Linked DNA regions of Mus musculus: all the other regions are linked to region 4. Evidence: chromatin contacts called from public HiChIP or PLAC-seq data. All regions are on one chromosome and are shown on one strand. Each heading gives the region's core, a stretch centred on a gene start, on an enhancer-like site or on the middle of the called end of the contact. The rest is flanking DNA. Distances are from core to core; before and after follow the strand shown.

Region 1 (5,855 bases), core at 1,076-3,575, 190 kb before region 4:
CTGCATGAGCAAGTGCTGTTTGCAGGTAATTCTCCTGAGGAGCTGGGAAGGGCCCAGAAACCGCACAGCTCGAAAGGCAAGATCCCCAAGCCAAACTCCAGGTGATGCCTGACAAGAAATTCAAAGTGAAAACTATCCCTCCTATCAGTTTGTCCTACATCAGAACAAGGGCTCTAAGCCAGGTTTCCATATTACTTCATCGGGTAGCCCTTGCTTAGGACAGAATTCCACATGTGGAGACAAACTGGTTCTAGTCACTAAGGGCAACTGATGTACAGGCGTTGGCCATCAAAACTGAAACAGAACAAGGCCAGTGCTGGGTGCTGTCTTAGTTTTTTCTGTTGCTAAAACAAAATACCGGAGACTGGGGAAAATGGATTTTTTTTTTTTTTTTTTTTTTTGTGAGGAAAACATATTTGCTAAATCCTGACCTCAAGCTGAAACTACAGTCAGTCTGACCTTAGGGCATGTGCGACCCTTACAGAAACTTTCTCTAATATACTTTGTTTTGCTTCTGTAACTCCGATCAAACAGAGGCACCATGGTGACACTACTGTGCCCTCTTCTTATTAAAAGTTCGCATCCTGTCATGCTTGCTAACAGCCATCACAGCTATGTCAACGGGAGGTACTGAACTTGTGTTTTTTACCTTTATAATCCCCTGTTCACTTAGCTCAGGGCTGCCTCTAGACTTGTCACAGGACTGTGTGCCCTGGGTGGGTTTGTGTGACTCGAGAAAGCCTTCCAATTCATAAAGAGCCTGTCCTGGTCTCCTTCTCTTGGGTTAGCTCAGCTACAGCAGATTGGAGGCTGGAAGTTTTAAGACGGAATGGCTGCACCTGGCAAGGACAATGTGCTCATTCACCTCATGGTGGAAAGAAAGGAGTGTAGTTGTCGAATGAGGAGAAGCATCCATGTGTCATGGTAACAGAAGTGCTTGACTCACTTCGTAACAATCTGTTCTTGAAGTAACTAAGCCAGCCTTAAGAAAATTAGCCCAGTCTCTCAGGGAAAACAATGATCTACCTGTAAAGGCTACGTCTCAGGGCCCCGTAAATATTCTACAACTCCCCGATGCCGCTGAATTGAAATTGTAGCATCATATGTGAGTTTCAGAGGAAACGAATCATTTATGCTGTGAGCTGAAGTTACCGAATGGAAGAGATATGGGCTGCACCTGTGTGAAAGAGTGTCCATGGCCAAATGACCAAAGTTCAAAATTGGAGAGTTACTAGGAATACCATTATTTACCATCTCAAATGCACAGGGCAGCTTTTGCTGTTTGCAGCAACCCGCTTACCTGCGGCCCCCACAGAGGTATTTGGTAAACACCATGATTTATGAGTTTCTCTATTCTGCAACTAATAAAAAGTTTATGGTACTTGGGGAAAATTCTGTGTTCCTGAGCCATGGCCGCTCTTATTTAACTCCAGAATACATTTTTATCTCTTATTCCCTTTGAGGCCGCTTTTGTGTTAACAATAACCACGGGAGGCACAGAAACAAGAAGAGGCAGATACCAGAAGCTGGGTGAAGCACCAACTATATTGCTGAATCATGCTGAGTGGTACTTGAACAACCACAGCCCAGATGAGCCATTTCTTTATGTGTCCCTGCCAAGAAGTGGGGCTTAATAACCTAGAAAAATCTTTGATTCATTAATTAATAAGGTGAACTTTAATTCTCTCTCTCTCTCTCTCTCTCTCTCTCTCTCTCTGTGTGTGTGTGTGTGTGTGTGTGTGTGTGTGTGTGTGTCTTTCTCTTGTCTCTCTCTCCCTTTCTCTCTGTCTCTCACTCTCTTCCTTCTCTCCCTTTTTCATGCCATGCACTCGAGAGGGTAGGGGACCCACAGTAGAAGGGCAAGAACTCAGGGTCCCATTCATCACTAGTATGAATGACTGTCCCAAGTAGAAGCCCTTCCTCTCAGCCTCTGGGGTCAGGATCACCCGGGGCAGCTCCGTTAACTTCCTGCTGAGCCTTACTGTCCCCACCTCTTCGAGTTTCTCTTTGTTTGGGGCCAGCATCTGTTTCCTTTTGTCGTGGTTCCTGTGGCTTCCTCTGCTTGCCCAGGTTTTGTTTGCGAATCCTTTCCTGGAGCAGGCACTCTTTGGGAAGAAAGCCCTTCTCCAGGCTCTTAGAGATGGAGTGCCTTGCAACTTGAACACCAGTTCTCTGGATCACTGGTCTATGCATTCTAAGGCAACGAGCAGTCCAACCCTAGGACCGTGGAAGTTTCTCACAACTTTGTAGCTTAGGAGCCTGATTTCTACCTCATGGCCCAGAGTGTTCATTCTGCACAGTAGGAACCTGGCAGAGCATACAAAGAGGCATGCCTCCTGCTTGCCAGGGAATGGTTTACTCACTTCCTGCTTGTCAGATGAAGAGCATACAAAGTTGTCTGAGTAAACAATTCAAGCATGTGAGTCACACAATATCAGCCTGGTACACTCTGAGCATCTGTTTATGGTAGCAGCAATGGATATTAATGTTATCGTTCCGGGACACACACATCCCCAAAGAAGTGTTGAGGGGATTTCATAAATGACTTTGAATTCTGAGATCAAATATCATTTTACTGATCACCGATCTCTCAGGAGCAAGCTCTGCTCTGTCACATGCTTCCTGGATCTTTGTTTGGTGCATGACAGGTACCCAAGAGAGATGAGCTGTCTTGCTGCAGATAGAAGTTGCTGGAGGCAGAGACAGAGTGGTGGTGGAGGAGGATATACACTCATATATGTGAATTTTAATCAAAGCAGCAAAGATTAATTAAGGGGGTTAAAAATAAGGTTTATTGGCCTGAATTGATTATTTCTGAACAATATGTTAAAAGTCAAAATCAAATTTGAATTGACAAAAAGCAAGTTTACTCTTTTAAACATTTTTTCTTAGCACAATCTACTCACTTGAACATTCATTCATCTTCCTTCCCTTTGAATAGTGTTAAGTTTACCAAAATTGCAAAAATCTCAATAGTCCTCACACAGATTACCAATTCTACTTATGTGTATGCATGTGTGTGATTGTACATGTGCATGCATGCATGTGTGATTACATATGTGCATGTGTGCATTCCTGAAGGACAAAGGTTAATGTCAGGTGTACTCCTATATTGTTCTCCACCTTAATTTTTTGCATATGTTTTGTATGTGGTAAGTGTGCATTATGCATGTGTGTTTGAATGTGCACTATGTGTATGAGTGCATGTGCATACATCGATATGGAGTCCCGATACTGATGTTGGGTTTCTTCTTTGCTTACTCTCTACTTTGTATATTGAAGCAAGGTCTCTTGTTTGAATTCAGAGCCCATCAATCTAGGGCCAGCTTGGTCTACTTGGATTACAGGCAGACCACACACACACACACACACACACACACACACACACACACACACATACACACATATCAGCATTTGTATAGGCACCGAGGATCCAAACTCGGACCTTCACGATTATGCAGCAAGCACTTTAACCCACTCTACCATTTCCTCAGATTATCAATTATTAATGAGTTGCTTCCTTTACTTTAACCATTTCTCTCTCAGTGCACACATGTTATTTTTTCTGGACAATTTAAGAACTCATAGCAAACATTATGTGACTTACTCCCAAAATTTTCAGCACGGATTTTGTAAGACAAGATAGTCTCTCTCTAACCATACTACAAGGACCAAGTTCAGGTAAATTAAATGGACATAATAGTAAGGTCTAACTCACAATACAAATTCAATTTTCATCTATTGTTTCACTAACATCCATTATGGATATTTCTTCCTTGAAATAGAATCCAACTGTATGTAAGTTTCCTTCCAAGCTTTAGTCTATAGTAGGTCCTCAACCTGTCATTACCCTTAAAAATAATGATCCCCCCCCCCCCCGAAAGATCTTCTAGTATATCCCAAGGAGCCTGAAGTACTAGCATTTCTTGGAGAAATACCCTGATTTGTATAATGTGTTGCTGTGTCCTTCTCAGTTAGTCTGAACCTCTCAGGAGCATCTAAAGCCCATTAGCCCCACTGTTCCAGATAGTAGCCTTTCTCATGTGGTAGCACATTATTTGTGAGCTCCATCACAAATTGTTGCTTGAAAGGGAAAAAATCTAGGGTCTTTCTAAGAATTTGCATCTCCTTTGAATAAATGCGGGACTTAACAGCCTCAAAATTCCCCAACATGTTTTTTACTTTCAAAGGTAAATAAGCAGATGCCTTCAAAATAATCAAGCAAGCATATCCCAGGATAACTCTAAGACAAAAGAAAAAGGAAGAGTCAGGTGTGCTGGCTTGCATCTATGGTCCAAGAGCTTTGAGGAAGGGGGGGGGGGAGTTAAGAGTTAAAAAACTAAAACTAGCCATGCTACAGATTAAGAGAAGGAAAGGGGGGAAGATTGATGTTCTCCCCAGTTGTTAAAACACACACACACACACAAACACACACACACACACAAACACACACAAACACACACACACACAAACACACACACACAAACACACACACACAAACACACACACACACAAACACACACTCACACAAACACACAGACACAAACCTTGGTGTTGAATAAAAAAAAAAATGGCACATGAATTTATAGATGACAGTCCAATGAGACAGAAGAGTACAGATAACAAAATATAATATCCCAAATGTATGCATGAACATGAATAATCTAATCTGTGGCCATAGACTCTATACAAACAACATCTGGACAGGAAGGTGACCATCATAGAGAAAAGTGAACTGGAAACCATAAATACACACCCTGCACTGAGAGCCACACTAAAGGACTTAAGTTTTAAATGGCAAAAAGTAAAAGCCTGCAAGTACTGCCAGAAAGCTGGGATGCAAATTCCCCACCTCTGCAGGGCTCAGAGCCACTCACTCTGCCTCAGTCTCAGCCAGGAAAGCCTCCCACCTGGAAACAGCCATGGGCATCATCACAAGGCAGTAAAGAATGTAGAGAAATGAAAGTGTAGCCTCTGTTTCCACAATCTCTGCCTGTGGGTTTCTATTCCTACAGCAGAGGAAAGGGTCTGCTCTAGAAGGCTGCTCTTCCCAGCTCTGTCTCCTCAGAGGTTACAGAAACTCTGTGTCCCTCATCCTTTGAGCCTTAGTTGTGATGGCATCTTTGTTGCCTGTGGTACTTGTACCGTCCCTTAGGAACCCTCTAAGATTTGCTCATACCCTTATTAAAAACCAATGTGGGGACTAAGCAGAAAGTTCCTGTACATAAACCCCTCTTAAATTATCCTAATTTAAGTATACCATCTGCTTCCTATTAGGGCTCTGATTGATGGGATAACCTTGGAGTGGATTGGCACATCTAACTCTGTCTCAAGATCTAAAAGCCAAAAATAAACCACTTTTTAAGATTACACAGGAAACAAAACCAAAGCACAAGACAAAAAAACTGGGAGAAATATTTGTGGCTTACAACACAGAAAAGTACTTTTCTCCAACGCATGAGAAAAGCACCCAGAGATGAAAAATAGAAAGACCACAAGATCAATAGGAAAGTGGACAAAGGGTCATGGGGTGGTTCACAGAATCAGAGGCATAAATGGACTGAAATACAAGCATCCATAATCAGAGACATGAAAAATTAAAGCTATATTAAGATACAATTTTCCCTTGATCAGATTGGTAAAATTCCAAAAGTTTGAAAAATGCTCCATTGGCAACTGGCCAGAGATGCAGACGCTGTCATTTTTCTTTGGTAGGACAGCAAGATAATGCTGTCCCTTCCAGGACAGTAGCCATCAGCATTTCGCATCAACTCCCTTTGGCCAGCAACCCCATTCCTGGGATTGTATCTGGCGAGTGTAAACTGATGTGACAAGTTTACTCATCCCAGCACTGT
Region 2 (5,906 bases), core at 3,053-5,552, 160 kb after region 4:
GTAAAAATGGGAAAGATTTCAGAGAGGGGCGTGTTTAAGTTGGTTAAAAAATTAAGAGGGGGTAGACTTCAGAATAAGTAACGGAAAGTTGGTAGAGTGGGAAAGAGGCTAGCAAGATGTGATGAAAGCCCGGAGGGAGGGAAGTTCAATCGTAAGATATTTGCATGTGTGAAGCTCTATGCTTAATTCCTAGTGCCACTCCTATCCTCTAAAATATAATAATAGTAAGTTAAAAATTTCTGTGGATACCTGCACTCTGAGCTGCCTGGGAGAACACACCCTGTGAGGGGCCATCATGCAATACAACAACCCCATCTTTCATAGAATATAATTATTAAAACAAATCTTTCATAGGGGCTGGAGAGATGGCTTAGTGGTTAGTGAAGAGCACTGGCTGCTCTTTCAGCGGACCCAGGTTCTATTCCCAGCACTCACATGGCAGCTCTGTAATTCCTCTTCTGGGGGATACGATGCCTCTTCTGTCCTCCGTGGGTACCAGGCATGCATGGATGCAAAACCCTCACGAACAGAAAATTTTTAAAAAGTTCTTTTGTATGTTTGAGAACATGTATATGTGGAGATCAGGGGACAGCATCAAGTGCTATTCCTCTTCAGAAACTCTCTACCTGTGATGAGACAAGGCTCATGGGTAAGGCTCGGTTGGCTAGTTATGGAGGCCTGTCTGATTTTTTCAGCACTGAGCATGCACGACAAGAACTTTGCCAACTGAGGTTTCTCCCCAAATCCATGAAATGCAATTCTTATTATTTAACAGAGCCACAGTAACTAGTGAACATGTATGATTGAGTCCATAAGAGAGACAGCAAACCCTGAGAACAAGGCCAATGCGGGGGGGGGGGTGGGGTGGGGTGGGGGCTGTCTCAGGGTAGGGCTGCTCCAGAGGTCAGACAGCCATCAGCAAGGAGGAGCCAAGGCCAATCTGAGTTCATGCTCATTGTTTCCAGACAAGTGTAACCAGCTGTTACTTGTCATGTGGTCTGTGCAGCTAGCCATCATTGATTTCATGGGAACTCATCCACTGGACATGGTGGGAGTGTCTCCACCAACATGAGGTAAACCAGTTGTCCATGGGGAAAGGAGTGTACAAACTACTTGGTAGATTTGCCCAACAGTATCTGAATACAATCCAATGGTGGAAACCAGCATAGTTCAATTATGCCAAAAGGGCTGAATTATAATAGCTAAATATTATATTAAAAAAAAACCTTTAGGGGCTAGAGAGATGGCTCAGCACTTAAGAGCACTGGCTGCTCTTCCAGAAGACCCAGGTTCAATTCCCAGCATCCACATGACAGCTCATCAATGTCTGTAACTCCAGCTTCAGGAGTTCTGACACATTCATACAGATACATGTAAAATAAAAATAAATAATAAAAAATCTGAAAAATCAATTAGGAAAAACAAATTCCTTGTGTTGTGATGGCTGAGAAAGGAGAAGCTTCCAAGAACCCAATGGGTTAGTGCTTAGCACAGTGTCCCCTGCTAAAGCATAGGTACTTCAGCTGGGAACAGAATGAGGTCCTGTTAGTGGATTAATTTACGTAGAGTTTTGAAATGAGAGGTGTTTATGGGAATATCAGATCTGCGGTAAACCTTCAGGACCACAGAAGAAATAGCAAAAGATCTCAGGGCAGGGAAATGCAGCAGCTGCTGGGGGAGCTTGAGGTCTTACAGTGGGTGCAGGCTTGGAAGTCAGACGGATTGCATAGGAGTCCCAGTGCCTAGACATGCAGTTGTGTGAAAATGGGCAAGTTACTTAACCTCTCTGCTAATTTCTGAATCAGAAACTATGAATTATATTAACCTTCTAGAATAAACAGTAAGAAATTACATGGAATTTGCCGACAATGGTGTCTGGCATGTAACACAGACTCAAAACGTTTCTTTTGCATTTACATATTTACTTCTGATAATTTCTTTGAAGAGGGAGTCATTTCTGTCCCAAAGCATAATCACTACCCAAAATTAGTAATTATGCTTCATAGGCAAGTGCCCAGGATAACCAATTGAATCAAACTGTTTGCTGATTCAAAACAGAATTTGGATCCCCAAAGAAACTGATATATCCTCCCCCCTCTTTCTTTTAGAGCATATAACCCATGCCAAACACTAGATCCATAATGAAAACTTATTAATTTAGTTCAGCACCAAGAAAGTCTACTAAGTTCCTGTTTCCACCAATATATACTTAGATAATGTGGTGGTTTGAATGAGAATAGACCCTAAAAGCTCATATGTTTGAATGCTTGGTCCCCAGCAAGTGGAACTGTTTAGGAAGGATTAGGAGGTGTGGCCTTGTTGGAGGCGGTGTGTACTGAGGGGTGGGTTTTGAGGCTCCAACAGCCTATATCGTTCCCAGTGAGCTTTCTCTGCCTCTTGCTTCTGGATCAGAGGTGAGCTCTCAGCTATTGCTCCAGCATCATATCTGCTTACCTGCTGCCATGCTCCCCACCATGGTGATTATGAACCACAAGCCCCAAATTAAACACTTTCTTTTATAAGTTGCTTCAGTCATGCTGTCAGATAAGTAACCTAGTAACTAAGATGAAAGACACAGCTTTCACCTTAAGAGTCTTACAGACAGGGCTTGCAGACAGCATCCAAGGTATGGCAGCTGCCTATTCATAAGAAAAACCACCAGGACTCCTGGTTTCTTGAAACCACAGAGCGCTGAACTCTACAAATGCTGTGTTCTCCCATGATGACATTTATTGCTAAGTAGGCCCAGTAAAAGAGATTGGAAATAACTAATGTATACCAGAACAATTAGAACACACTGTAGTGGGGCTGCCAGCATCCGTCTTCACTATGTGACGTGTTTTAAGTAAAACAAGCGCACATGGCATGCAGGGATGGCAGCAAGCTGACAGTGGATCTGTTGCCCAACATGGTTTCTTAAGGCAGACAGGCAGGTAGCATACAGAGCGTAATAGACACACTGGACAAAGGGATGGTTTGTGTTCTGGGTAGCATGTAGCAGCATCAGGTGTGGCAGAATACACCAACATTTTTTTCACAGTGGCACACAATTTAGGACGTAAGGATTGATTACTCTGGAATTTTCCATTAACAATTTCAGAACACAGCTGAGTGAAGCTACAGAGAGTAAAGCCAAGGTAATGGGAGGCTGTGTTCCAATCTGAACCCAGTATGTACTGCACTCCCAGGTAAATCATTTACTAGGGCAAGACATTTAGCAAGAGGAACACATAGAGAGAAACGACTGAGTTCAGGTTGTAGACATAGTGAGGTATCTATGTGGCAATCAGATAAGAATCACATGAAGAGTCCATTGTGTGGGGCTCAGGAGAAAACAGAAGGGCACAGAGTGGGGACAGCATGGCATGGTGGAGTGCACCTGCAATCTGAGCTACCCCGGAGGCTGAGGTAGGAGGATAGCTCAAGCCCAAGGGCTTGAGGCCAGCATGGGCAACACACTGAGATGCCATCTTTAAAGGTGGGGAAGATGAGGCTGTCAGTCAGCATGTCAGTCCAGATCTGTGGAGTTCACAAGCTAACCAGCCTCAGCTAAGCTGTGAACCCCAAGTTCAGTAGGAGATCCCATTGCAGAAAACAAACATTGGAAGTGGACCTCTAGCCTCCACGTGTACAGCCACATGTACATGCACCCCCACGCTGATGCATGCATGTGTGTGTGTGTGAGTGCCCCCACACAGACATGTACACACACACACACACACACACACACACACACACAGAGTAAAAGAGGAGAGGATCAGAACAGAAAGCAAGGCCAGCTCCAAGGGCCTCAATGACGCTGTCCCAAATATCAAAGTCAGAGAGCAAACAGAGAGGGATGCCAGGACCATGACAGCACAGTGGCCGGAAAGCCAACCCAGAGGGAGCTCGTGGAGAGGGAGTGCACTGTACCATGCACAGCAGGAGACTGCTTTCAAAGGTTAGAGGGAGGGTTGGGGGAGGACACAGAGCAGCCAAGAGCCCAGAGGGTTTGCTTACATGGAAGGCAGTGTCTCCACTGGGCTGGTGGGCCAGAGGCCTCCTTCTGGGTTGAGAAAGTGGCCAGGGTGTTGAAGGAGGGAATTGGAGGTATCCTGGACAGTGAAGAGTATTGTGGGACAGAGAGAGCTTTCATTTCAGGAAGCAGGGGACACATCGGAAACCCACTCTTTGGTGACTATGACAAAGGGGTAAAAGGGTGAGAGTGCCCAGGACAAAGTGTCATCGTGTGGGCATGTGCGAAGCATTACAAGGCCCACCAGGGTGAGGGCTGCGGGACACCTCAGAGCACCCTGGGAGCTGCTATTGCGTGATTACTGAGAAGGACGTGGGCGGAGAGAGGGGAAGGTGTACTGAGGAAGGGCAGCCCACAGGAAGACAGAAGAGTTAGAAACTGGAGTGGAGCCAGACCGGGGAGGGGGGGGGTAGCGAAGCTGAGTGGACCTCTTTGAAGTTCCAAGGGTTTTTTAAGTGGGAGATGGAATTGCTTGATTTCTGTCCTACAAAGGATTCCACCCCCTCTGGAGGACAGAATATCCCAAGAGGCCAAGGTTCTTAGCAGGAGGGTGACGGGTATGGGGGAGGAGGATATAACTCAGGAGTCATTGTGTGGCATGAACAGAACAAAGCCACCAGGAGATGCAAAGGGCAGAGGGAGACTGATCCCTCAGGAGAAGGCTACACGCATTCAGAGGGCGTGGACTGTTAGCTGAATGGCAGAGGAAAGGTGAGTAGAGATGGGGCGGCATTCAACTTTAGAACTTTAGATAGTCCAGATCCGAGGGTGCAACGTAAGCCATAACAAAGTAAAAGAATTGAAACCGGACAGATATGTTTCCCAAATCTAAAAGAATTAAATGCTAATAGCAGAAAGATATCTAGGACACCCTAGGTATTTAGAAATTAAACGTTACATTTCTAAATGCCTATAAATGAACGCAAAGTTTGAGGCGCTATTAGAAAAGATATTTTGAACTATCTCTTGCTGAGTGAAAATATAACACAGTAAAATCTGTAGGTTTTGAGATGGCTAATTTTGGGTGTTAACTTGACCACACCTGGAAACAACTAAAAAGCAAGCTGCTGGACACTCCTATGAGGGATTTTCTTAATCAGATCATTTGAAACAGGAAGACCCACTCCACATGTGGGTGGCACCTTCTGATGGCAGCCCAGATAACAGGACAAGGAAGAAGGAAATTTCTTTGTGCCTGCTTGACTTCACTCTTGCTGGCAAGTCCATCTATCCTATTGCTGGCTGTGCTGGCTGGTTTTATGTCAACTTCACACTATCTAGAGAGTCGTTTGGGATGAGGGAACCTCAGTTGAGAAAATGCTCTCACCAGACTGCCTGTGGACAAGTGTGTGGTGCATTTTATTGCTTGATGATTGACATGGGAGAGCCTGGCTCGCTGTGGGTGGGACCCCATGAGCCGGTGGTCCTGAGCACTGTAAGTGTACAGACTCAGCAAAGAAAGAGGAAGGCAGTAAGCAGCATCTCCCCAAGGCTTCTGCTTCCATCTCTGCCCCCAGGTTTCCACCTCAAGTTTTTGCTCTGATTTCTCTCAGGGTAGAGTGTGACCTGAGAGTTGTAACGTGAAATAGAGCCTTTTCTCTTGTAGTTGCTTTTGGTCACGGTTTTTGCATAGCAATAAGAATCCTAACTAGGATATAGCGGCATTCCTTCCTCAATGTTCAAACCACCTTCTTCAGGATTCCAATGTTGACTGAAGGCCAATGGCTGTTCAAAAATCCTCCAAGCCTTTGGAATGGAACTGCTAAGACATTCAGCCTTGCCAATGGAGACCCTACTAGACAGGACTGGATTCTCAGTTGCTCAGGTGTGAGACAGCCCTTGCCGGGCTGCCAAGGCTGCTTCCTAATCTGTATTTAATAAGTCTAATTAA
Region 3 (6,169 bases), core at 3,304-5,803, 210 kb before region 4:
CACTTCAACCAGTAGTGTAGCTAGCCAAGACAGAAACAATCCTGGCAATGTAGGGTAGACACTGAGAGGACATCCACAGTCATAGCTTGGCTGTGACTCAACAGCAGAGGATCGGTGGCTAGGGAAGAGGTGTGGACACGGGCAAGACTGTGAGAGTCTGCACATAATGGCTATAAGGAAAGCTCTACCCTGACAGAGACAGCCTGGGCTCTGCATGGGCCAAGGAGGGAGCCAGACCTTGAATGACAGCCCGTGGTTAAGAGGAGGAAGTGGAACCAAGGTGACAGCCAGAGATGGCCAGATCTTCATTGACTGACCCCTTTTCCACTTATTGTTTAGAAAGAGGAAAAAGAAGGCAAAGTGTGTGTGTGTGTGTGTGTGTGTGTGTGTGTGTGTGTGCAGAAAGTGAATCTTAACCTGAAAAAAATGTGCTCACATTTCAGACTGAAATTTGAATTCCATTGGACATTAAATTATTTTGAATTATAAATAGTTACGTGGACACATTTTCTCTGCTAACCAGTAGGCAGCATGCAAAACCATGACCAAAATTAGATACGTTCTCTGAATTTCTGAGTGGTGGTGAGTTACAGTAAGAACCCCAAATCCTTATTTAATTGAAGCAAGACTAGCACATGGGTGTTGTCTTTTTGATATTTGCAAAAAAAGGTTTAAAGAACAGAACAGGAAGAAATGCAGAAAGAATGGGTCAGAAAATCATCAAAAAACATTTGGAGAGGCGGCTTCTCTTGGTAACCAAATATCTCTGCCCAGGAAAGCCTTTTGATTTCTCCACTTTTCCATGTCACTGTAATCAGTTTTCTGTCCCTACTACACATGCCTGGTATCATTGTCTCATACAGAGGACAGGCTCATCTGGCTTCCCCGCTTAGCAGATTGCAGTCTGTGATCGATTTTCCCTGGTAAAGCAGCAGAGATCATGTGAGGCCAGAAAACCACTCATCCTGTGACCAGAAAGTGAAGAAGAGAGAGGGAGAAACCCAGGTCATAGATCCCCTTGGAAGGCATGCCTCAAATGGCTATCAGTCTTCCCCAAGGTCCTTCCTCTCAAAGGTCCCACCATCTAGGTACCAAGCCTTAGCATACAAATCTTTCAGCAGGGATGTTGAAGATGCACTAAGTAGGAATACCCTTTAATTAGTGAGTAATATTCAGTTTCCCTCTTTCCTCCAAAGGGTCTCCACCCAGTGACTCAAAGCCTTCAGTTTCTTTATAATGGTCTGTTCCTAGGATCATACACTCTTTTAAAGTCACCTTCTTGTAAAGATATTTAGGATAAAAGACAGAAAACAGTGAACAGACCACCCATACCCCCTGTCTGTCCACCTCACCCTTTCCTTAGCAGGTCTCAGTGGATGGTTTAAATGTTTGAAAGTCTTCAATTCAGGACTCACTTGCTAGCCACTGCATGCTTTGCTAAGATCATGCACAGCAAAGGGAGCAAGCTTCATTCATCCCTCCATCCCAGACACTAAGGCAATCCTGATTCCCTCCAGAAGAGGCAATGGGGAACTTATGTGAGGACAGAACATGGAAAGGAAGACAAGGCACATGGTTGGTTCCGTTGAATGACACTAGGTCTCACTGTCACACAATGAGTTGATGCAAATTCTATTTTCATTTACTTATTTTAATAGTTGGATTGACATATCTCTTGATTAATTTTCACATCCCATTCACAGATTCCATGTTACATCTTCCTTGTTTGGATATAACAATGAAGTTCAGAGCAGTCAAATGACTTCTTCATATCACATGGCTTGTGGACTGGAGAGCGGAGCTGTCTTACAGACCCCTAGGTCTCCAGTCTCCCCACACCTTACTGCCTCAACATCTTTTAAACCAAAGGTTAAAAGGAAATGAGCTTTAGCAGTCTTGGATATGAATTGCTTCTATAGGATAAACACAAAAACACCAACAGAGCTTAAGTATATTTTTGCCTTCCTATGACCTAAACCCTTGTCAAACCATGTGATTTCCGTTCCATACCACAGCAAAGATCTCTTCCTGGTCCCAGCACTAACACTTAACAGTCTGTGCCCATAGTCTACACACTTGATTCCTGCAGATACTGCTTGCATTCCCAAAGATGGAACAATGCTCTATCCAGGCTGCAAGCGTCCATCAGAAACATACATTTCCTGACAGACTTAGTTCCCTTCCATCAACCCCCTCCCACATTCCAGCTCATACTTTGTGCACAGCTTATGTTCCTGCTCCAAATCAGTTACCAGAGCTTCCTGAGAACAGTTATTAAACACAAGGATAAGAAGTAGATCCAAAGGAAGAATCCGCCCTAACAGTAGAGGGTCTGGATTACCACACAAGTAGATGGTACTCAGAGAGCAGAGGAGAGAAGGGATGGCTGCCACTCTTGGTACCAGCACAGTGCCAAGGCTAATATGATTCCCCTTGCCGGTGTGGAAGTTTGAAGGAGAATGATCTCCATCAGCCCATATGTTTAAATTCTTGGTCCCCAGCTGGTAGAACTGTTTGAGACGTTTTAGGAGGTGTAGCCTTGTTGGCAGAGGTATGTGACTTGGAGAGAGCTTTGATGCCTCAAAAGACTCATGCCATTCTCCCACTCCCAGTCTCTTTCTCTGTCTCTCTGTGTCTCTCTGTGTCTCTCTGTGTCTGTGTGTGTGTGTGTCTTTCTCTGTCTGTCTCTGTGTCTCTCTGTGTGTATCTGTCTCTGTCTCTGTCTCTCTGTCTCTCTGTCTCTCTCTGTGTCTCTCTCTTTGTCTCTCTGTGTCTCTCTGTCTCTCTCTCTATCTCTCTTTGTCTCTCTGTCTCTCTGTCTCTGTCTCTCTCTCTGTCTCTGTCTCTCTCTCTCTCTCTGTCTCTCTCTCTCTCTCCTCTCTCTCCCCCTCATGGTCCAAGCTGTAAGTTCTCAGCTGTTACTGCTACCATGCTACCATCATGGATTCTAGCACTCTAACCCTCTGGAACCATAAGCCCAGTTAAAACCTTTTCTTTTACACTTTGCCTTGGTCACAGTGTTTTATCACAGCAATAGGAAAGTAAGGAAGACGGCCACTAAGGATGCTTGCTTTCCATCTGGTTCCGGGGGAAATTGAGGCACAGCTTTACTGGAACTCCATCCATCTTCTGCCTTCCTGTGATGTGAGAGATGAATGTTCAGTGTGTGCCTCTAAACCTAAGTCTTCCGTTCCTTGCTTTGCTATATCCCAAGAGCTTCCTCTGGGCTTAGGACTCCCAGGCCACCCTCAGATAGGTGCCTAGACATTATCATATGAAACAGAAGGATGTTGTTGCCTCTCATCTGAGTCTATCATCAGTTTACTTAAGGTCTGAGTTTGCAGTTTCAGAGCTTAACCCGATTGTCCAGCATCAGAATTTTATGTGCTTTAAAGGAAGAAAAAATATTAGTTTCTAGCTTTGCACCATTATGCACTGGTCAGCCTTCACTTTTGAGTAATGGGGCATGTTTGACAGACTCCACTGGGAGCCAGTTTCTGGGATCTTGACTACAGCTCTGTTATTCAGCTCCTCTGCACATGGCTTGAATTCCACCCAATAACCACAGCAACAGCTACTTTCGCTCAGATTTACGTCTAAACCTAAATGGGGCCAACTGCCTCTTCATGTTCCAAATTGGATGGTATATTCTGATTAGTGAATTCTTACTCTCTAAACCACACAGCTTGAAACCTAGTTTCATCCTTCCCAACTCTGGGGAATGTGAAGGGTCACTAACTATAGATGCCTCTGAATGCTTTGTGGCTCTCGGAAAGTCTGGGCAACTTCTGGGGACAGCAATGGTAGGAATTGTGTTTCAGAATGTCCTATAAGAAAACAATGAAGAGCTCTAGGGAATTCTATGCTAACTGCCATAAAGGTACCCCTTCTTGTCTACTTAATGAATTGATTTTACAGAGAACAGAGAGGCATTGGAGGTGTGAGTCTCCCTGATCTGAAACCAGGGCAGGAATTCCTGCTGCAAAGCTGGCTTACTGTCAGCCCCCCCCCCTCCCAGCTCCAAACATAACGCTTCCTTAGATCCCACAGTTAAAGCACCCCCACTCCCACTCCCCTCGACCTCCACATGCTGGAGACCAGTTAACAAAGTTGGGGAACTGCTCTTCAAGTTTCATTCTTTTCATTAGAAATGGCAGCCTGGTTTTTCTTCCAGGGTTAAAATAATCATGAAACAATGTTTTATGCTGAGTTCTGTGCTCATTTCTGTGAAATCTATGTTGCATAAGGCCTTCTTTAAACTTGGTGTTTGGTCAGAATGCGTATGGCTGCCGTCATCCCTGGATGACAAATGAAATTCAGTCAGGTGCTTAAAGGTGAGTGAAAGGACAGCCTTCCTCCAGCCATGTGCAGAGGACATAAGACACAGGGCTGTACTCTAAACCCCAGGAGCTGACTAAGTAGTACATTTTAGATGAGAAGGCAATGGCACAAATCTAATTGCTTCAGTTAAGTCCTCACTGTAAGGAGGAATCAGAGCTGATGCTAGGATAACTCGATGCTTCTTAAATAAAACACAAGGAAGACAGGCGATAAATCTTATGTAAATACACATGACGTCTGTGGACAGGAGGCTGACTCAGTGTGACAGAGAGCTCTGGGACCACTTTGTTTGTGCAATTCTGGAATTGCCTGCTGTGCTTTTCCGAGATTTCTGTCTCCCATAATCTTTATGATAGAATGAATTAACTCTCAGAGCCTCTCAATCTTCTAGTAATTTGGTGCTAGGGTTATGTCTGACAGTGGGAAGTGGCTTCCCGTGTCAACCTCATCCCCTTGAGGATAGGGGGTTCATTTTCCCAGTCACAGGAGTACTATGGCAGATGGCACTTGGCTGAGTCTCTCTCAGGCTTCCCTTTTGCAGAAGACAGTGGCCTGGCCTGGGGTCATACTTCTTCCTCTGGGAAGCCACGCCCAGTGGTCTAGGGCCTTCCCTCCAAGTGTATTGGTTCTAAAGGGCCACCCTGGCTGCATAGCTCCCAGTGAGAGTTAATTGTTTCTTCTAGCATCACAAGTCAGTCCAGTGGGTCTCCAGCCCTAGTCAGACCTGTTCAGCAGGTGCTGGTGCTCAGAGCAGTTCCCAAACCTCCTCAGAAGCTGCTCCCTGGGAGGCCACCCTATATTTATAGACAGAAAATTAATTATTCCAGAGACAGGACTGAAGATTTTATGGTATTTAGAGGTCCAGGTAAGGAGGAGAAAGCAACTGAGGGACCAAAGAGGCTAAACAGGTAGGAAAAACAATCCCTTCACTGAGGAGCAACTAGAAGGGGGACAGGTGAGGTATCAAGAAGAGGATGGACCACTGTGTCAGGTGGATAAGACCAGAATTGAAAATTAACTTTGGAACTACTCTCAGATTCTTGCTGCCAATGACAGTGCTGCTGCTGCTGCTGGTGGTGATGCTGCTGCTGCTGCTGCTGCTGCTGCTGCTGCTGCTGCTGCTGGTGATGGTGGTGATGGTGGTGGTGATGCTGCTGCTGCTGCTGCTGCTGCTGCTGCTGGTGATGGTGGTGGTGGTGATGGTGGTGGTGATGCTGCTGCTGCTGCTGCTGGTGGTGGTGATGCTGCTGCTGCTGCTGCTGCTGCTGCTGCTGCTGCTGCTGCTGGTGATGGTGGTGGTGGTGATGGTGGTGGTGATGCTGCTGCTGCTGCTGCTGGTGGTGGTGATGCTGCTGCTGCTGCTGCTGCTGCTGCTGCTGCTGCTGGTGGTGGTGATGCTGCTGCTGCTGCTGCTGCTGCTGCTGCTGGTGATGGTGGTGGTGATGCTGCTGCTGCTGCTGCTGCTGCTGCTGCTGGTGGTGGTGATGGTGGTGATGATGATTGATGATAACAATGACAATGACTGCCATGGAACTACCATTGAGTTTCAGAAAATCTTCACTTAATCATAGAAAGAACCATGGGGGGGGGTGTGTGACATCTTATTCCGCTTATAAGGGTGGCATATTAGTCAGGCTTCTCCAAACAAGAGCCACAGGATGTGTCTATATATAAAGGGATTTGTTGTAAGGGATAAAATCGTGTTGTTATGGAAGCAGACAAGTCCCAAGATTTGCAGGGTGAGTCATGGAGCTGGAGGCCCAGGAGAGCAGATGGTATAAGTTCTAGTCCAAAGATCAGCAGGCTCCAGATGCAAGAAGAACCAAGA
Region 4 (5,976 bases), core at 1,460-3,959:
GGGGCAGTGCATGCCATCCCTGTGGTTGGGTGCATGCTGTCATCTCAGTCACAGTGAAAATGTCACATAACAGGTCCAGAAGACATGGCAGGTTTGGTAATACAGACTACTCACACATCTGCTGTGTACCCTCCTGTGCTGGTGAACATCTGTGTGCCAACTCAATAAGAACCCATGAAAGATATGTGTGTGTGTGTGTGTCTCTATTCTTCAAACTGTGTTTCCTAGGTATCAGGGCTATCTTCATAAACAAGGCAGACACAGCCCTGCCCTCACAAACCATCAAGGCAAGGAAAGAAAACCACACTTAATATTTACATCCCAAAGCACTCTAGAGTATGTAGATTTCAGTATGCCTTAACATTCCAGGGATGTGCTTTCTTCAAGATCAGCTGCAAGCTTCCTCCTGGGGGAGGCAGCAGTGTTCAACAGAGTGATCCAGGTTTGCCTGGGAAAAAAACCCAGAAAATCCAAAAGCTTTCCCAGGGACCCAGGGAGATGGTTCAGTGGGTGAAGCTTGAGCCACTCAAGTGTAAGGATCTAGAGTTCGGCTCCCTACCACCCATGTAAATGCAGGTGTGGTGGCCTTCCTGTAATCCCAGCGTGGGAAGGTGAGGGAGGTGGTAGGAACAAAGAAGATCTTCAAAGCAAGCTGGCTAGATGGACTAAATGAATCCTCAAGCTCTGGCTTCACGCAAGAGAATATATAAATGGAAAGCAACCACAAAAGGTCCCTAAAGTCAACCTTAGAACTTTGTAGGCATGTGCACTTGAACATATACCCATATATATACATACATGCATATACCACAAACACACATGAAGTGTTCTGGGGCTGCAGGTGAGTCCTGAGGTCAGAGAAGCAGTCCTGTGTCAAGAAAAAGAGCAGTCCTCTTGCATGTGGCATAGGGACCCAGTGCCCTTTAGGACAGGGCATAAAGGATGTGCTAAGGTGCCCTCGGTTGGCTGAGTCCAACCCCATTCACAAAACAGGATCTGAAGCTCTATATTGAGAAACAGATGTTTCACTGAAGGGTGAGTGCCAACAGCCAGGTCACTTCCACTGCTGACACAGGCGTCACCTTGGTTGTCTCAGATATCCAGCATCAGCGGTATTTCCACAAGTGCTTGCAGGCGGAGACAGGAGTTTGGGCTCCGGTCTAACCACCTTACCTGCACTACAGAGCTATAAACACATGTGACTCATTCTGGAAACTCCCGTCCTGGCTGTGTTCCCGCTGCCTGCACTGGGTTACCTGCCTTGCTTACCTGACAACCCCATCAGCAGCTACAGGTGTCTTGTTCGCAGACGTTTCTGTTCCTGGCTTGTTTCTATACCCCTGCAGGGGAGCAATAGAGGTGGCTTTCTTGCACTCCGCCAAGACTCTTCATCAGGTACCTGCTGGAAACTACCCTCAGCTTGGGTTCACCCACCATGAATGCCCTGTGTAGAGACATGTACCAGATGTGTGAAGATGGTGAATTATTAACCACACCTTGTCGAGCTGGAATTTCATCCTGACGAGAGAGCTTTGCAACCATCACAATCATTAGAAGCACGGGAGATGACGCTGAGAGAGGGGAAGCTAGATGGGAAATAACAGGAAACAACAAAGGAAAGGGATTAGGCCAGTTCTCCAGGTGAGAAAGGACTCTTGTGATGGTGGGAAGAAGGGGGGAGGAGGTGGCACCTACTGTGCTCAGCAGCTGTAGAAGGAACTAGCACAAGGGAGGGAGTGAACAGAGAGCCTTAGAAACAAGTGCCTGTGTTTAAATGTTTCCAGAGAAATACTATAAAAACATATAAATGGCCTCAAGCTACATAGGTCCAGTTAAAAATGCTAACAATTTCATTATCTATAAAGACAGCAAATGGTCTTAATTTGTACATGTCACTAAAACCATTTTAAGCAGACTCATATAGATTTTTATAATTTGTTGAAATTGTGGTTTTGTGGGGCAGGTTGTTTGTTTGTTTGTTTGTTGTTTTTGAAATGGAGTCTTGCTATATTGCCCAAGCTGGCCTCAGACTCCTGAGCTCAAGCAGTCCTCCTGCGTAGCTGAGGCAGCAGGTGTGCATCACTACACAGCTGAAGGCTGCTCTTTGGAAGCCACACTAAGCACTTACATCCCCAAGTGACGTTGATCTTCCCAGGGACCCCTAAAGTTGTCACTGTGGTAGCTTCCCAAGCAGATAGAGGAACTGAGGCACAGAGATACCCCCATGGCTTCCCAGAGGTCCTTTGGCTGCTAGCTCAGCTCAATCCCATGCTGCGGTGCTCCTAGGCCCGGAATGTGCATGGGCCACCAAAGGTAGCATACACTTGGTGCAGAACTTAGTTCTCATCCTGGAAGATTCCATGAGCCCTCTAACAATGACAACAACATTTCTTCAAGTCATAAGGGCATTGCTACCTATCCTAATAGGAGCACAGTGAAAGTCTGTTAAATGGATTACTTGTGCTGCTTGCTGCTTAAATATGAGTTTAAAAGATGTGTGAGTTCATAGATCGGTTTGCTTTTCTTTCCCAAGCGTGAGAAGCACAACATGATCCTCCATCAAAAACAATTTTATTTTAAAATATCACATTATACAAAGAGATTCAATCACAGATAAAACAAGGTTGTAGGGTTCTCAGAACACACGGGACTCATCTGTATTAACAATTACTCACAGGGGGAACGGGTCTCCCTCACAGGAAAAGGGAAAAGATGAGTCACAGATGCTACAGTCTCTGGGAACATGAATAGGTACACAACAATCCATTCACAAGCTTCAGTGAGCAGTTTGCAACTGATTCGTGGGCATATTGGCTCATGCCTTCAATCCCAGCATGCAGAAGACTGAGGCAGATGGAGGTCTGTGAGTTCAAGGCCAAGCTGGCCTACACAGAGTATTCAAGACAGCCAGGGCTACACAAGGAAACCCTGCTTCAAAAGAAAAAGAAAGAAAGAAAAGGGAAAAGAAAAGGCTGTAAAATTCTTAGCAAAAAAGAAAAGAAAAGAAAAGAAAAGAAAAGAAAAGAAAAGAAAAGAAAAGAAAAGAAAAGAAAAGAAATCCTTCTTATCTTGGGGCTCAGTGGCTAAGAGCACTGACTGCTCTTCCAGAGGATCCACGTGGCAGCTCACAGCTGTCTGTAACTCCAGGATCTGACACTCCCACACAGACATATAGGTAGGCAAAATACCAACGTACATGAAATAAAAATAAATTATTAAAAAGATCCTACATTACCTAGATAATAATGAAGCATCATGTAATACTAACAAAGGCACATGTATGCCGGTGGGGAGGGGTTCACCTTCCTCAGAGCCGTAGCCTCTTCTGTTGTTCTGACTCAAGTCTACTATCTTCCCCCAAACCTATGCTCACAGAAGCATCCCCAATTAAATGCAACAGGACATGTTTGTGCACTCATCCCCACATGCACACACAGAGAGAGAGAAGAAAGTAGGAAAGAGCATGTAATGGGGAGGAAATATGATCAAAGTGTATATATGCAAGTTTATGTAATTATGAGAGAAGTAATTAAGAACACAGACCTAGAAGTTCAAATGGCAGTGCCCATTTCAATCATGAAAGTTGAATGAGCAGTTGAAAGTAAGCTGGAAATGTCTCAGCTGCTGTTCGGAGCCTGCTGATCACACGAGATGTTGGGAGCCCTTGGGTAAGAAGAGTCTTCATTTCAGCTTCTGAGTACAGAGTTCTGTACAATGCCATGAATCCCATTGCTTACACATGTGCCTTTAAGCAGAGGTATCGAGAGGTCTGAGACATAGGGAAGTATGGCTCTCTGACACCATGCAAGCCCTACCAGGGTAGTGAGCTCCTGTCGTCCCCAGGACAAGGACATGTTCCACAAATCCATCTCACTGCCCTACCACAGCAGCTGGGGCTATGGAAGGCCAGCTTGGAAGCCACTACAGCCTGTAAACCAGGCAGAGGGCAGACAGGGTGAGCATGTGTTAGAGTCTGAGCTGTTGGTGCCTGGCTCAAGTCAGGTGTCAGATGCTAAATGACTGCTGCACAGGCAGCTGGTCAGAGTCCATACAGATGGATAGAAGGAGATGTAGGGGACCTGTGAAACCAGTACTAAAAAGGTGGCAGTTTGATCTCCCTCAGGCATTGGAACTGGCTAACTCCAATCAGGATAAGTTTCCGAGGGAGCTGGGAGAGGTGTTCACAGTGGTGATGAGGCATCTGCTAGGTATGAGGACAAATCAGGGCAGGCAGGAGACTCCCACATGACAAGTAGATACTGTATCCAAGGTATCTGTCTGCCACCCTGATGGGCGTAGGATTAGAGCCTAGGTCAGAAGATGGTCCCTTGGAACAGCTGTTTGGCCCATCCCCAGCAAGCTGTAAACAGAGGTGCCAGTAAAGTTCTAGTTAGGTGCAGAAGTGGCAAATTCATCTCTTCTGCCTCTTTCCCTCCTTACCCCACCCCCACCCCCTTTCCTGGTAATTAAATCTAGAACCCTGTGCATGCTAAGGGAGCTCTCAACCACTGAGGAGTTCATCCCAGCTCCTTTATATTTTATAGTTTTAGATGAGGTCTTGCCAAATGATCCATCCTGGCCAGGAACTCACTATTCTAATCCGACCTAGCCTCCAGCTTGCTATCACCCTGCCTTGGCCTGGCAAGCGCTGAGATTATAGGTCTGCACCACTTTGTCTGTCAGAGTACCACATTTTCTGTATCACTTGCAAATGGTGTCAAATCAGTTCCCTGTACAGCTTTGCCCCTTTCATGCCCTGTGTACCTTCTGATTTCTATGGCTTGATAATCACTTCCACAGGAGGAAGAGTGAGAAAGTGGAGAATATTAACTGGGGTTTGTGGGTGGATGAGCACCAGCTGCATGCAATATAATGTTACAGATTATAGGTGTGTCTGTATGGGAGCTAAATCTCAGGTCTTTATCTGCTAAAGGCATGAACAGAGTAACATTTAGGGTCATGTCAATCCCTATGTATGCAGGGTTGGTCCACTGTAAAAAGGCTAATGTCAAAGACTTCGTGTGCCCTGCCTGAGCCTGCAGCACTCTGAGAATGCTGTGCACAGTGTGGCTGAGACTGTAGCACTATGAGGATGCTGGACACCAAGTGGCCTGAGCCTGTAGCAAGCACTATGAGGATGCTATGCACAATGTAGCATAGTTTTGCCTTTGAGAGGTGACTTTTAGCCTCAAATCTCAGCAGATAAGATGGGGGCTCTAGCTTGCCAAAGCTTCTGTGGCAGTCTACTGATCTCATTTCACAGATTCAGAGAAATTGAGACCCAGATGAATAACGGACTCATTTAACATCACAGCAACTTTCTGGTGTATTTCTACTATCATTTTCCCAGGGGATTATGGGACCTCAGTTCGTGAAGCACACTGGACACCTTTGAATAACTTCCAATTGTGTTTAATTCCATTCAGACCTTTGAGTCTGTTGCTGTTTCTTTATTTTCTTTGAGGACTCTCTAGATTTTTTTTAAGATTTTATCTATCTTGATTAGAATGGGTATTTTGCCTGAGTGTATCTCTGTGCATCACATGCATGTAGTACCCATAGAGGCCAGAAGAGGATGTTGGATCTCCTGAAAGTGGAGTTACAGATGATTGTTAGCGACCATGTGAGTGCTGGGAACTGAGCTCTGGTCCTTTGAAAGAGTGCTCTTAACCACTGAGCTATCCTGCCAGCCCCTCTAGAATTTTTTTTAACTGTTCCATACATGATCATACCCAGAGAGTCAACAACTAGAGCTAGAGTTATCTCTTTGAATCAGAAGTGCCCTGAGTTCCTTCTACACTCATTTTCGTATGCACATATGGAAAGGTCATCTCCATGAAGTTATACTGACCTTTTGTCCTCTCTGGGCTCGATTTTGTGTCCTGCCTGTATGCCTGCTTGGTCGAAGTTCCACACTGGGCTGGGACATAGGCAGTGGTGCAGTATGTGTTTAGTATGCTTTCCTTCCCAACAAAA

What was found. HiChIP or PLAC-seq counts read pairs in DNA pulled down with a chosen protein or histone mark.
Region 1: a FOXA1 HiChIP or PLAC-seq map of pancreatic cancer cells shows a contact between it and region 4. The contact joins two enhancer-like sites. A contact is called at or near these places in 1 of 15 datasets of contacts at CTCF or cohesin (the NIH/3T3 cell line) and 1 of 115 datasets of contacts at active chromatin or transcription factors (pancreatic cancer cells).
Region 2: a contact with region 4 is called in an HNF4G HiChIP or PLAC-seq map of pancreatic cancer cells. The contact joins two enhancer-like sites. A contact is called at or near these places in 3 of 39 promoter capture datasets (3T3-L1-derived adipocytes, the C10 cell line and embryonic stem cells), 1 of 484 Hi-C or Micro-C datasets (embryonic stem cells), 1 of 115 datasets of contacts at active chromatin or transcription factors (pancreatic cancer cells) and 3 of 9 other capture datasets (embryonic stem cells, liver and pancreatic islet).
Region 3: a contact with region 4 is called in a FOXA1 HiChIP or PLAC-seq map of pancreatic cancer cells. The contact joins two enhancer-like sites. A contact is called at or near these places in 15 of 39 promoter capture datasets (3T3-L1-derived adipocytes, the HPC-7 cell line, HPC-7-derived erythroid cells and 9 more), 2 of 484 Hi-C or Micro-C datasets (cerebral cortex and embryonic fibroblasts) and 2 of 115 datasets of contacts at active chromatin or transcription factors (embryonic stem cells and pancreatic cancer cells).

What each region holds. Positions count from the first base shown.
Region 1 is chr13:34,394,736-34,400,590 of GRCm38.p6, reverse strand. No RefSeq gene overlaps it. Among named protein-coding and RNA genes, the nearest start is that of Slc22a23, 52 kb to the right of the region's middle. Within about 2 kb of position 2,325, at least 68 of the 459 cell types and tissues checked have an H3K27ac peak or open chromatin away from gene starts, as enhancers often do. A contact at or near this core is called in the NIH/3T3 cell line and pancreatic cancer cells, where this site is marked.
Region 2 is chr13:34,052,532-34,058,437 of GRCm38.p6, reverse strand. All of the region lies in intron 4 of Bphl (biphenyl hydrolase-like (serine hydrolase, breast epithelial mucin-associated antigen)), which reads right to left. Among named protein-coding and RNA genes, the nearest start is that of Bphl, 18 kb to the right of the region's middle. Within about 2 kb of position 4,302, at least 28 of the 459 cell types and tissues checked have an H3K27ac peak or open chromatin away from gene starts, as enhancers often do. A contact at or near this core is called in pancreatic cancer cells, where this site is marked.
Region 3 is chr13:34,419,210-34,425,378 of GRCm38.p6, reverse strand. No RefSeq gene overlaps it. Among named protein-coding and RNA genes, the nearest start is that of Gm40908, 60 kb to the left of the region's middle. Within about 2 kb of position 4,553, at least 16 of the 459 cell types and tissues checked have an H3K27ac peak or open chromatin away from gene starts, as enhancers often do. A contact at or near this core is called in pancreatic cancer cells, where this site is marked.
Region 4 is chr13:34,208,319-34,214,294 of GRCm38.p6, reverse strand. All of the region lies in intron 4 of Slc22a23 (solute carrier family 22, member 23), which reads left to right. Among named protein-coding and RNA genes, the nearest start is that of Gm52037, 13 kb to the right of the region's middle. Within about 2 kb of position 2,709, at least 32 of the 459 cell types and tissues checked have an H3K27ac peak or open chromatin away from gene starts, as enhancers often do. A contact at or near this core is called in the NIH/3T3 cell line and pancreatic cancer cells, where this site is marked.